Linked DNA regions of Zea mays: region 1 is linked to region 2. A link is a contact called in public Hi-C data. All regions are on one chromosome and are shown on one strand. The core of a region is the stretch at or near the end of the contact, and the rest is flanking DNA. Distances in the headings are between cores, read along the strand shown. Region 1 holds the start of LOC100286312 (arginine N-methyltransferase 2). Region 2 holds the start of LOC100501764.

Region 1 (7,061 bases), core at 2,121-4,620, 530 kb after region 2:
GCTTATTTGTTTACTCTTAATTGCAGGTTTTTGGACAAATATGGTCGGCGGTAATTAGCTGAGGAGGAGGAGGAGGAGGAGGAGTAGGACGGCGGACGAGGCAGAGCAGGCGGCGCCTTAGGACGACGACGACCAGCAGCAGGACAACGATGACCAGCAGCAGGACGCCTCAGGTTTTGGCGCCTCAGGTTCGAGGAGCATCTACCTATGAGGTCCCGCGAGTCTCCCTCAGTGTCCCATACTTCAGGACAGGCGACCGCTGATTCGGCCGGATGGGGAGAGGTATGTAACTTTATGTTCTTCATTCTTGTTCATATTATGTGTTCAAAATTATAATATAAACTAATACTTTTTATTTATCACTTGGACAGGTCTTGGACGGTTGTGGATTATGCTGGGGGTCATCGTTGCCCCCCAATAGCATCCTCGGCCTGCTGTGCAGGGAACACTTCTCTGGAGTGGTTGAGTACGTTGGAGTGACGGGCCCAGCCTACACCTTCGACCACTATGTCGTCGCCCCCGATGTAGTAGACCGGGACAGCCGAGAATTCAATAACAAGGCAGAGCGGGTGAAGCAAGAGCTGTGGGTAAGTCTTAGTATAATGTAAAATATGTCACATTCGTTGCAAATTTTTGAAATAATGTATGGATACATCGTTTTTGTATACAGGATTTCTTCATATGCGAGGCTGGATACGAGGCTAGGGCGGATATGGTGGCCACCACGAGCTGTAAGAAGCTCGTCGTGGACATGCACTATGAGGCCCGAATCCAGGCCATCATCACCTACCACGGCTCCATCCTTGGAGAGAAGGTGACCAAGCAGCAAGTCCGAACCATGTCGTTGACCAGGGACCAGTACCCGCATGTAAAGTCATGCATGTTTGGTACCAGTACTCCATGCATGAATTTTATTTTATCTCCTGATATGCACTTTACGTGTTTACTTTGTAGATGATTCCACATTGGTGCATCGCACATCCTCTGTGCTGGGAGCAGATGGTGGATAGGTGGTGTTCGGCTGAGTGGGACGAGGCGCACAACGCTAGTCGGGAACGACATATGATGATGCAAGGTCCCTTCCACCACCAAGGCGGGTGGAGCCTGGGCCAATATGCCGAAGCATGGGTACGCCCTCTTTTTTATTTAGGTATATAGCACTGGATTAGATACTATTTCTAACTATCTCGTTGGTTTTCTTGCAGTCGGCGTCACATGGTGGCCGGCCTTGCTCCACCTTCTCGGCCTATGCTATGGCTCATAAGGGCAAGGCGACGTCCGACGTCACCTACAACCCGGATGACGGGCTCGAGGCCTACACCAACCCCACTGTCTACAACCGCCTTCATGACTACACCGCCATGGCGCAGGAGGTCCATGGCCCAGATTATGATCCGAGCACCGAGCCGATCGACCTCGATGTGCTCATGAGGGTCGAAGGAGGCAAGAGACATAGACGGTACTGGATTGCCGACGGGGCAATCGACTCGTCCTCCACTCCCACTCTATCTCAGGTGCGAGCAAGGAGCATGGGCTCGAGTCCAGCCATACGACCTCGGCACGATAGCTCACAGCATCGCATACAACAACTCGAGGTTAGTGCTTCTGTAACTCATCCTTCCTTAAGTTATATACCTTCTCTTTGAGTTACTATAACGTTGGCTTGTAATATTACAGACCCAACTAGAAGAAGAGAGGAGGGAACGTTAAGAGATGGAGGCGAGGATAATGACGGAGCGGGCAGCGGCTGATCAGAGGATGGCGGAGATGTTCCAGTACATGCTTGGCGCCGTATAGGGTTTCGCTCCACCACCTCCATTGTTCCCTGCAGTTGACCCTGCTCTGTTCCAAACTCTTGTGAGTATCAAAATTGTAGTTACATGTTGGTAATGCATCTGGTATAACACATGCAATCTCTTCTCTGTGCAGGACCAATCTGGGGCGGCATCTAACAACCCTCATGAAGGGTTTAGCCCAACGCAGCACCAGTCGAACCGCCCACCTCCATGAGAGTTATGTTTTCAGTATTTCGAACACAAAACTTATGTTGGATACTTGTAAGAGCTTGTGAACTTGTGTTGATACTTCTGAACTTCTGTTAATACTGTTTGTGTTGATAACCTCTCAACTTATGTTGAATACTTATGTCAGAATTTGTGTTAATACTGTTTGTGTTGGCTATATATGTCTGTGATGATCTGTGATGTATATATGTGATATCTGTGAATATCTTTTGTTTGTTTGGATGAAATAGAGAAAACAAATAAAAAAGGTGTGTACTGGTCACTTTGCCGAGTACACTCGGCAAAGAGGTGCTTTGCCGAGTGTCAGGACCATAACACTCGGCAAAGAACCAAGACCTGGGCACCAGTATAGGTTCTTTGCCGAGTGTAATGGCTCTGGCACTCGGCAAAGAAGCACGCTTTGCCGAGTGCCATACTAAACTATCGGTAAAGTACCTGACATGGGGACCCCTCTGGCGGATTCTTTGCCGAGTGTAGGTAGTAGACACTCAGCAAAGAGGTAAATTCTTTGCCGAGTGTATTAAAAAACACTCGGCAAAGGAGTCGTCTTTATCGAGTGTTACCTGGGACACTCGACAAAGACGCCGTCTCCGTCAACCGGCGCTGTAACGGCTGCTTTTCTTTGCCGAGTGTTCTCTGGCACTCGGCAAACCACTTTGCCGAGTGCCCGAGAAAAAAATACTCAGCAAAGAAGGCTTTGCCGATGCACTGTGTGCCGAGCCCTCTTTGTCGAGCCGAGTGTTTTTAAGGCTTTACCGAGTGCTTCAGGCACTCGGCAAAGCCGTCGATTCCGGTAGTGTAGAGAACAAAGAGATAATATTATGTATGTTCTCTGGCTCGTTCCAAGGTGGTCGAGCTCGACAATACCCTAAATAAACTGCGCTCTAATTGGGAGCATAACTCTATAATTTTAGTTGTGGCCCTCGGTCACAAGTCACAGGTGTTATATTAAACACGGCTAGGGCCAGCAAGCTTCCTTCTTTCGCTAAGTCTAGCCAACATAATTCCTAAGGACTCGATCTCTGATCCAGCACCCGAATGACTGAATCTCCTAAGGCTGTCTCCAACAGACTGTGTATATGTATGGTATAGAGTATACACCATTTAGATATTCGAGTTTGAAATAGTAGGAGGTTATGCGAAAGTTGCTGGAGAGTGGTAGACTCTAACGCCCCTACTGTGCTGGCCACCGACGCATGCAGAACCTAACGTAGATGCCAGCACACTACCTCAAGACACCACGGTGACTTTGTCCGCAATTTATCTTGTCTTGGGTCTTAAGTTACGACTAGCTACTGCATTCTCCTCTTCCTTTATAGTTTATACAGTACTAGTTTATTATAGATAAATTTAATTAGACATCTAGAGGCTATCAACAAACACCTTGCGTGCCTTCAACCAGGTGTGGTGGAAGTGGAAGTCACCAATTTCTCATCCGGCACCAATTAGCTCACGAGCGTTGCTAAGCTGATCGGCGGCGACTGAGCGACGTTACGCAGCTACCGCCAAATCAAAGAGAGGAACATGTGCGATTGTGCGAGTGCGATCCGGTCCCTTTCGTGGAGTGACCTCGACGAACTGGGCCATAACTAGTCAAGGCAGGGGCATAAGGGCTTTAACCCTGGTGCACTGACTGGGCCGACATAGGTTCAATGGAGAAATCATAAGGCCCAACGCTCGCGAGCTAAAACCTCAGAGAAAAAAAAGGGTGACTCACTGACTCCACTGCTCCACCCAAAAAAATGGCGGCGGCGCCGGAGGAGCTGCTCTGCGCGGCGGCGAAGTCCGGTGAAGAGGGCGAAGTCGCTAAACTCCTTGCTTCAGGAGCTGACGCGACCCACTTCGATGCCGACGGCTTGACGCCGCTGATGCACGCGTCCGCGGGGGGGCACGCCGCCGTTGCGCGCCTCCTCCTCGACTGCGGTGCGCCCTGGAACGCGCTCTCCCCCTCGGGCCTCTCGGCAGGGGACCTAGCCTCCGACCCCGACACCTACGACCTCCTCCTCGACCACGCCATCCGCTCCGAGCTCGTCCTGGGCACCGTCGCGCGGCGGCAAGCGGCCCCCGCGAACGGTCCCCCGGCCGAGAGCTACCTCGAATCCAGGGTCTCGTTCAGCGAGGAGAGGGTGATGGACGCGGAGAGCAAGGCGGTGATGATGGCGTGGGAGCGGCCGCTGATGGAGGCGCACGCGCGGGCGGTGTGCCAAGGCGGCGGCAAGGTGCTCAACGTGGGGTTCGGCATGGGGCTCGTGGACGAAGCGATACAGAGGTACGGGCCCGAGGAGCACACCATTGTCGAGGCCCACCCGGAGGTGTACGAGCGGATGCTCAAGCTCGGATGGGGCGACAAGAAGAACGTCAGGATCGTGTTCGGGCGATGGCAGGACGTGATGCCGCAGCTCGGATCTTATGACGGTATACTATAGCTTTTACCTTTGCTTATTCGTTTATTGTTGCCATGTTTGGTCATCAATGTTGCAACGCTTTATTGTCTGAGGGTAAGTTTTCTGTTGTTCAATGTCCTAGTTGTAGGTGTGTGTCTCAAGTGAGATTTTCATAGGTTGCATTGCATTATCCTTGGCATGCCCTATATAGGTATTCTAGAGTATGGGGAAGTTGTGCAAAGCTGAAGGACGGAAAATTGTTGGGAGTATGCTCCGGGTGAAATTTCCATAGGTTGCATTATCCTTGTGGTCCCCTGGTAGGGATTCGAGAGTATGGAGAAGTTGGGCAAAAGCTGAAGGTCACAAAATTTCTCGAGTATGTATCAGGTGAAGTTTCCATAGGTTGGCAGGAATTCAGGAGCATGAGGAAAGTCGGGCAACAGCTGAAGGAAAGAAAATTGCTGGCAGGCTTAAGAGAACTACAATAGTACTCCCTTTGGTCGTCGATATTAGATGACAGGATTGATAAAGTAAGTAGTAAATTTACTGCTCTACCCCTGCTAATTGCTGACGAGAAAGCAATAAATCAGTGTACCCTGTTCGTCTGACCGTTCCTCAATTACTCTCCCTGTTCTTTGCCGTTGAATGCTGCTTTCCACATCGCTGTGCTTGCCATCCACCGGCATGGCTCCACCAGTACTGTGCCCACTGCCCAGTGACCTCATCCACTATTTTTTTTAGATTATGGAAACAAAATGTTCTAGCCTTTTGCAATCTCTTGCATATGGCCTTACAAATCGAAAAAAAGACAACCATCCATCATAAACATACTCAGAAGGAAAACATCAACAAATCAAGCTCCCTCTAATCTAGCGTTGGACCACCTCTAAATATCGACATACCGCAAGGACTTCGTGTTGAGATTGTTCTTTCTGCAACAATCTCCAGAATCTGAGCCATCATGTTGCCCTGAAAAGAACCTGCATAATTGATGATTTTGGTTTAAAAGTAAAGACAACATCATTGCGACAAAGTCAAATAGACCAAAACATTGCCGCCACTTCAATTAGGAGTTTTTTTCTTTGTGTTGTTCCCTTGTTAGCAATCCAGGACCCAATTATATAATTAATATTGTTCGATTCTCTATATTTATGGCAAAGTAAATAATTCTCTAAATATTTCTAGTAAGGTAACAATCAAATAACAGATGTTGAATAGACACATTTTGATTACAAAAGCTGCATTTTAAACAACCTTTCCAACCTCGCTTAGCTAATTTGTCTTTAGCTAATGTCCCTGGTTCCCGGTGTTCACTTCCTCCGCTGATAGTGTTATGCTCAGCCAAAAGGGATGGCAATCGAACATTGATTTGAGAAAGTGAATTGCTGAGATCAAATGGATCGTGTTTGGATGACTCTCATGTTTCTCATCTAATCCATCAGAGTACAGCATGCTACACCACCGTTAAGAACCCCTTGACCTGCATTGGTGCCCTCACTGAAGCTCGAACCTCCATCATGACTGGACCTCAGATCTGAAAGGAGAGGAAGAAAGATGAATGTATGGAGTGTGGGATGTTCAAGATAAGGGCTTCCACCAGTAAGCTTGCACCTGAGACGTGAACATGACCTTGTGGGCTACAATATTCAGCTGTGTCTCCACAAACGGCCTCATCCAGGCAATCTTTGCCTGAAGCACACTGGCTGCTAGCCAACTACTGCTCATTCCGAGCTGTACTGTACCTGAGGATACTGTGAGGAGCATGTTTGGAGGACAGGGACTGCCACTGCCAGCCAGGAGATGGTGGTATCGACGGCATGAGACAACATGGAACTCATGGTGGGTGCCTCTGTTATTGTTGCCAGGTTATTGTTGCCAGGTTAGACCATGTACAACCCAGAGCCCTTGGTTCAGTTTTTCAAGTATAGGAAACAGTTAATAGACTGCATAATACAATCAAGAGCCCCTACATCATAAATGTAGTGAAGAGAATATATATAGAAAGTCGTGTAGAGAAGGGCTCTTCGTGACGTCTCTTGGTTTTTTTTCACTAAACCCCCTAATTAATGGGGTGAGCAGGGGCATTAGTGGATATGATGCGTTTAATTCGGCCAATTTTTTCCAGTGACAAGTACTGTTGCACTTTTCCAGAATCTCAGAAACATCAGGTATTATTGACTGGAGGGAGTATATTCAAAGTTTTCAAGTTAGTGCTTCTAAAGCTTTCAGAGTAGGTAATTTTGGACCTTTTGTCAGGAAAAGTGTGCGTCTAGACAGTTTTTGAATTTATGTTTACGTTGAACATATTTACAGGCGTCTGTAGAACTGCTTACCAGTTTACCACATGAGTATTATGTTGCAAACAGCCATTTCATGGCTTTATGTGGCACTTGGAAACCTTGTTGAGCTTCAATCAGGTGGAGTAATTTGCAACAGTATGCACAGAGCTAGTGTTTTCATTTGGTGGAACTTATTTAAAGCTCAGCCTTCGTTTATGTTAGTAATATCTTACTCTTTTTTTTGGGGGCATCTTTCTTCATCCACCGAAGTAACTTTTTTTGGCATAATGGTGGTGGTGGTTGTTGTGCTATTCCAAATAAGAAAAGTAGTTGGTAAGTATTTAGGCCATAAGGCCTCTTTAGAATATATAGAT
Region 2 (6,649 bases), core at 1,052-3,551:
CGCGCTCCGGTTCTTCTACTCCGAAGAACCTTCCTCCTCCGTTGAACCTTCCGTTGTGTGCTTCCCGCCTTCCCAGCAGGCGGAAGTCGCCCTCGTTTTCCCTTCTGATCGCGCTCTCCTTGGTCTCCGCTTGGGTTTCTGAGCAGATCTCCGATGTGGAGCCGTTCTCGCGGGCGGTACAGGTCCCGAAAACGGAGGTTGCACTGCCTTCAGCAGGGCCATTGGCACAAGAAAACTTTACGAACCTCTTGTTTACTTTACCATCTCTGTTGTCTTCTTCAATCTCACTGATATGAATGTTCTTGATGCCGTTACGTGAATGGTCTTCCTCTGGAACAACTTCCACAGGCCCTGGCTCTTGTGATACCGACCTCACGGCTGCATCAAATGACAAGACATGCTTGTCATGAACAGGGCTCCTTGACAGTTTGGATGGCACCTTCGGCGACGCCTTCTTCCTGCCAGAAAACCAGGACGCTGGCAACGGAGAGCCCAATTTCCCCTTGCTTGATTGCTCTGAATGGTCGGAACCAGGTGGGCTCTGTCCCAGATCAACCCAGAAGGAGTTCTCCGATGACTCATCCTCACTGAACACGGGGCTCTTCATCACCTCTCCAACAGAAACACTCTCGCTCTCTTCATATATTGTGCTGGCACCATCTCTGTCTGAACTGTCCTGGTCCATCTCGCTCTCGATAACCTCCCTCACCTGCGCCGATGAATATGCGCCTGAGAATGCAGGCAATTGGGATGCATGGTGACTGTTCGAGGCTGACCCCTCCTCGATTGGAATGATGTTATCATCCTCCAGCCCGTCGAGGACACCATCAAACCCATCAACTGAATCACTGAGATACTGTGGGAAGACCGGCACAATCCGCACTAGCCCTGCCCCCGTCCCGCCGCTTGGGCTCTGCAAGCAAGCCATTACCGACTTCTTGATCAGCAAGCATCCAAAGCCCGTTGGGTCAGCCCCAAACACCCTGTAAAATGAAGTTATGATGAAGTCTGGCCGGAACAGAGACAGCCCCAGCGAGTCCATGTCCTTAGGCCCCAGAGCCCCAGCATCAAGCAGGACATGCCAGTGGTTCTGCTGAGCCAATGCCATCCACTGGTACGAGTACTTTGCCCCCGTCACCCTCGACTGCACAGGGAACACGAAGAGGCCAGTGGCGGAGTCCTTGCGCCGCCGCTTCTTGGTGGAGATCAGCTTCCGGAGCTCCGTGGTGCAGATCTTGAGCGTGGGCCACTTGAACCAGGCGGAGTATGCCTTGGCTCCCTTGTCACGCGCGACCTGCGTCATCCAGTTCACGGACTGGGACTCGTGGTCGAACATGGTGAGCAGGCGCTTGTTGGTGCCGAAGGGGTAGCACTCGGCGAGGAGCCGGAAGGCCGAGCCGCGGCTGACCGTGAAGACGAGACAGTACTCGGACTCGGGGATGTTGAGGTAATCCATGATGCGGTTCTTGATGTCGTGCTCCGCGGTGCCCTTCTCGGCGGCGCCGTAGAGCGCATGGTTGCTGAGGTTGGCGGTGATCTCCGAGAGCGTGAACGCCGCTGACGAGTCCGCAGGGTTGCAGCTTTGGAGGTAGGAGAAGAGGCCAAAGCCGCAGTAGTCGAGGCATACCTTGTCCAGGTGCGGGTACTCGTCGGCGCGGAGGCGGTCCACGTCCGACGCGGACGCGTAGTTGGGGTACATGACGAGGAACTTGGCGAGCGCCTCCTCCAGCACAGGGAGCGCGTCCGGCGACTGGAACGCGCGCTCCGCGGCCAACGCCGTCGCGCGCAGGAAGTCCCTCTGCGCGTGGAGCCGCGCCAGCGACCGCGACCGCCCCACGGACCCCTCCTCCGCACCGCCGTCCCCTCCATCGAGGAGCGCCACGTCGCGGGACTTGGCGAGGGACCCGTCCTCGGACGCCTCCTCCAGCGCCTCCCGCAGCTTGCTCTCCTGCAGCCGTCGCCCGCCGCCGGACCCCGCGCCCGCTCCCGCCGGCGGCGTCCGCGGCGGACGGTTCTTCTTGTCCAGGAGCAGCGCGGCGCAGTGGGACAGCGGCTTCCACAGTTTCAGATGCATGGCCGCCCGCCCGCCTGCCCGCGCAGAAATCCGGGACCTTTCCTACAACATCCGATTCCCCACCGCCGCCGATGGCCCCCTCGCGAATTCTCGGGATCAAATCAGCCCGCGATCGAATTCGACGCGGACAAGGGTCTCTCCTAGGGCTTCGAGGGATCGACGGAGACGGACGATCGGGCTGGGTGCCCTCACCGCTGCGGAATCTGGATCAAGGAACAGAGCAGAGAGAGAAGGGGACAGGCGGAGGAGTGAAAGGAAGAGGAAGCAAGGGCCGAAGGGGAGAGAGAGAGGACAGACGAGGAGGAGGAGGAGGAAGCGGAAGGGAGTTATTGGAGCACACCAACTCGTCTGCACGGAATTAAAAGCAGGGGGTCCCAATCCAAGCATTTAATGGCGACTCCACAAAATTGTTTGGCTGTATTTTGGATTTTGCTTCATCGGTAGATAGATTTCGATCTCATCTACGGAAAAAAAAACTAATGTACAGATATCCCAGATTTGCCTTTCGCTCGAAAATGCAATCTGTACTGAATCAAACAATCTTTGGAGATAAATGAGCTGTGGCAGATTTGCATTGCTGGTGAACTCATTAATTACTGCTTGCACTAGAGTCCTTAAGAAACCTCCTTGTCCGGTGGCGGTGAGCCGGTGACAACTTTTAAATTAAAATAAATCTCGCCTTCTGGAAATTTATAATTAACTAAATCTATAAGACCAACTACCGTATAAAATATTATTTTACATTATTTATAAAGTGAAATTTAAAATAAATAAAGAGTGAGATAGAGAGTCTACTGAAGATAGTTCAAGACGTTATATTTATTTCACCGGATATATTGAATATATCTTTATAACAAATAGATTTTCAAGGTACAAATGTAGATATTATTATTTTTATAAAGTGTGGCTTATTTTAAATTTAGCGTTAATTATTTTTAGTACGGAGAGTGCCTCATTTTGTCTTACATGACATTTTTCTACTATTTTTCAAGCAGAAAACATAGTCATTTGATTTTTTTTCTATTCTTCTCACTATACGTGTTTACACCTTGGGGTTGAACATTGTGTTACGCTGAAAGTTTTGGTTTGTCGGAGAAGATGGGAGTGGAAACGGGATGGGTCATGTGCATTGACTTTGTCCCGAGGAAAGTAAAGATATTCTCCTTGGGGCCGGGATTCCAGCTTCTGATCTGAAATGACTGGTTTTTCATGTACGTTCAATTGGCCATGGCTCAGAAAAGTCCAACCTCAGCACACACAAAAAAAGAGCTTCTTCAACGCTGCATCAAAATGGGACCCGACCTGATTCTTGTCGCAATTTAGGAACTCCCAAGTCCTAATCCTACATGTTTTGTTTTTCCAAACCTAATGATGCCCAGCCAACTACTGCTTTTCTTTTCTCCCCCACGGTACCGTACCGCGCGCTATGGATGATATGCCAACGAAACTGAATAATAATGCACAGAGAGGGCATTGCAGCCCACAAATTAACACATGATCGCCAGCTCGCCATGCCCAACTAATCTCAGAATCGCTAGTCCTGCTCCCAGCTTTCAAGAGATGTGGAAGACAGGTTTGCCCGAACGATGAAGCGAGCTGGTGTTTCTCATCCTGGAGTCACTTTCCTGACAGTTGGCCGGCGTCCATGTCGTCCAGGGATCATCAGTGCTTAACTGACGGCTAGCACTGCGATAGATATAAACAAGTCGTAGCAGAAACGCCCTGCAGCACACGTACATTGGCAGCCCAGCAAGTACGCGAGAGGGAGGGCTGAAGCTAGCTACCATCGCGTAGCAGTCCCAAGTGGAGTAGCTTGTGGGGGGAGGGTGGGGAAGAGAGTGTAGTTTAAAACCCTTCAATTCAAGGCCATGCTGTGGTTCTTGCAATGGCAACAAATGAACAGAACCACCCCGGCCCGAGTTGGGTTCTGCTGCTGCAGCATGGCCGTCAGCTTTATGTACAAGCATCCAAACCACACTTTTGGCGGTGCAGATCAAGTGTAAATTATTGATACACCGCCCGTACAAGTAATAAAAGTAGTTTGGCCCAAACTCTTGCCGAATGTCAGCTAGCTCAGACATGGGGGGTCCTCGTTTGGGAATTTGACCACGGTTACCGATAAACCTGCTGCTAGTGGTGGTAGCGTAACCATGAACCACTAGGGATAAAAGAAACCGCACCAGGTGCCGACGAGGCTTGGTTTCAGTAACTACTCTTTCTGATTAGGCCGAGGACTCTTTGCTGCGTTGCGTAATAAGCGCGATGGCGGTGTTTAATTACGCAGATAAAACTCTCGACTGGTCCAATGTCAACCTGAAATCCGGGTGACGCCGTGCCGCCATCGGAGCTGCGATGTGAATAATAATAATAGACTAGAGCAGAGAGCCTGTCCTGCTGGCTGGAGATACTTTTTTTTTCGTAGAAACTGCGTGTGTGTGGCCCTTGGCTTCCTCTGTGCGGCCATGTTCACGACGCCTTGCAAGCTCCTTGCTTGCTGTGCTGTGCTGTGCATGACGCTCCTCGCTGTTCAGGCATCATCAGTCCTTCACCTGCACAACTCATAGCTCCCTCCAGTTTCCAGCAATCAGCAAACACACATGCGCACAGCAGATTCTGGGGGTGAAAAGAAAAAGGGTTTCCATAACACAACACTACATGAACTAATTAATACTCCATCGGTTCCAATTTATAATTCTAAGCAGCCAGAATACCTGCACAGACTTCTTTTCCCCCTCCCCATATACAACAGCAGCAGCTGATGAGTCGAAACTGACTGCCTAAACAGTAATTTATGCGTACCACTAAACTGACTGCATAAGTGCTCTGACTTTATTAAAACCCAATCATGCGCGCGATGACCCGGTCGACGCAACATTATTGGACGGACAAAAGCCCACCAATGCGACAGTATCTCTATCCTTAAAAAAACGACGGAAGATTATTGAACTAATTTAGGTCAATGCCCATGGATGGCGATCTCTCCCTTATTTATTTATTTATTTTTTGTCTTTTTCTCCATGTGGAGCAGCGTCCATGGCACTAATTTAAAGCGCGGCATGAGGTCCATGATTCAGCATACAGTAGCTTTATTTCTAGAAGAATGTGTTTATTAGACTGGTTCCTCTTGATACCACACAAGCTCACAGGTCACATCTCAATTATAGACGGTGTTCAGTCTACCATCTGATGCAAATAAAAAATTAGATTTTTTTTTGGACGTGAACAGGTGATGAAAATGTTGTGTGGAACAGTCTGGTTTTCTCTCTGTCTCTCTCTCTCCACCGAGCAGCAAAGAGTTGGGGAGAAAAAAAAGGAGGAAAGGGTCAAAAGCCAAATCTATCTCACAACTGGCCCATGCCAATGCCATGATGCTGTTTTCCTCTTGAAGCCCCTTTGTCACAGCTAAGGGAAGGCTTTTGGCCAAAGGCCAAACCGCGAAAGCGTGTACACCTAAACCGTATATAGCTTTTGAAGGCAGGACCAGCTCCAATTGGAGATAAGACTGTATTGGTATGTGGTATCCATACATGCTGCCATGCTGGTACAGCTGCAACTGCGGCTTTCGCTAAAATGGCACTTCTCTGATTTACATATCCGCTATGGTACATGGCTACATGCTAGCTTAGCTCAAATTTATTCTCTGCTTAGGTGCTTCCGGTAGGAGCGGTAGCTCAAGCTAGCTTGTCTTCAGGCAGAGCTTCCCTGTTCCTGCCTCTTTTACCCTTTGATGCAAAACAATTAAAAGCTTACACTTCTTTCAGGGCAAGCACGTATGGAGTCTGTAGCTGCAGCCTCTACACACTTGGAGCCCAAATAATGCCCTCGTGCCATGTCTCTATGAAACTCCACAAAAATTGACTTGCTCACACTTTCTATAGCCTTAGCCACATTTTTTTATGCTATCCTGTATAACAGAGAGAATAAGATGAGAGGTTCACATATGGGCTGTATTTGGGCTAATTCAGCATAAATGACTGGTCCAATATACAAAACAAAAGAAGGCCTAACGGCTCACAATAAAGTACCGGCTGGCCAGAGCTGCGCCATGTGGAAGCAGGCCTTCGTTCCATTTGAATTGCCAGATTTCCAGATCGCGTGAAATACAATTATTTTGTTTAAGTTTTTTTTAAAAAAAAAAACTTTGGGAGCCTTCGTGCTCAATTTGATAGCGGTTATCATCTTAGACTGTCTCCAGCAACGTCCTCTATATGCATACTCTATATCTGTCCTTTACAGTCTTCTCTAAAAGATTCCATCTCCTATATCTACTTTCTCTCCAACAACGTCCTCTAAATCATATCCTCTATATGTAAATACCTATATTAAACATTTTTTTAATTTTTTAATTTTTGTACATACGTATTTGTCATACTCTCAAATATATTGTACATATTTTAGTTTTATTAAACCGGTTGTTTACAGTATTCAAATAGATAGAGAACCGTTTAGAGAAACTCTACATATAGAGGATCCAGCAGCGTTCTCTAAATTTAGAGGACCGTTTAGAGGACGTTGCTGGAGGGAGTAGAGGACGTCCTCGTTCTCTAAATTTAGGGTACAGGACCCTTTAGAGAG

The links. Hi-C and Micro-C count contacts between places; a contact is called where the count stands out from the background.
Region 1: a contact with region 2 is called in a Hi-C map of ear, with 1.8 times the contacts expected there. The contact joins the promoter of LOC100286312 here to the promoter of LOC100501764 in region 2. A contact is called at or near these places in 2 of 25 Hi-C or Micro-C datasets (ear and tassel).

Annotation. Positions count from the first base shown.
Region 1 is chr5:6,880,341-6,887,401 of Zm-B73-REFERENCE-NAM-5.0, forward strand. It overlaps LOC100286312 (arginine N-methyltransferase 2), which reads left to right and starts at 3,371. Exons shown (of 2, transcript NM_001159199.1): 1 at 3,371-4,439. The coding sequence starts at 3,767.
Region 2 is chr5:6,347,144-6,353,792 of Zm-B73-REFERENCE-NAM-5.0, forward strand. LOC100501764 reads right to left here and starts at 2,302. Exons shown (of 1, transcript NM_001196426.2): 1 at 1-2,302. The coding sequence starts at 2,074.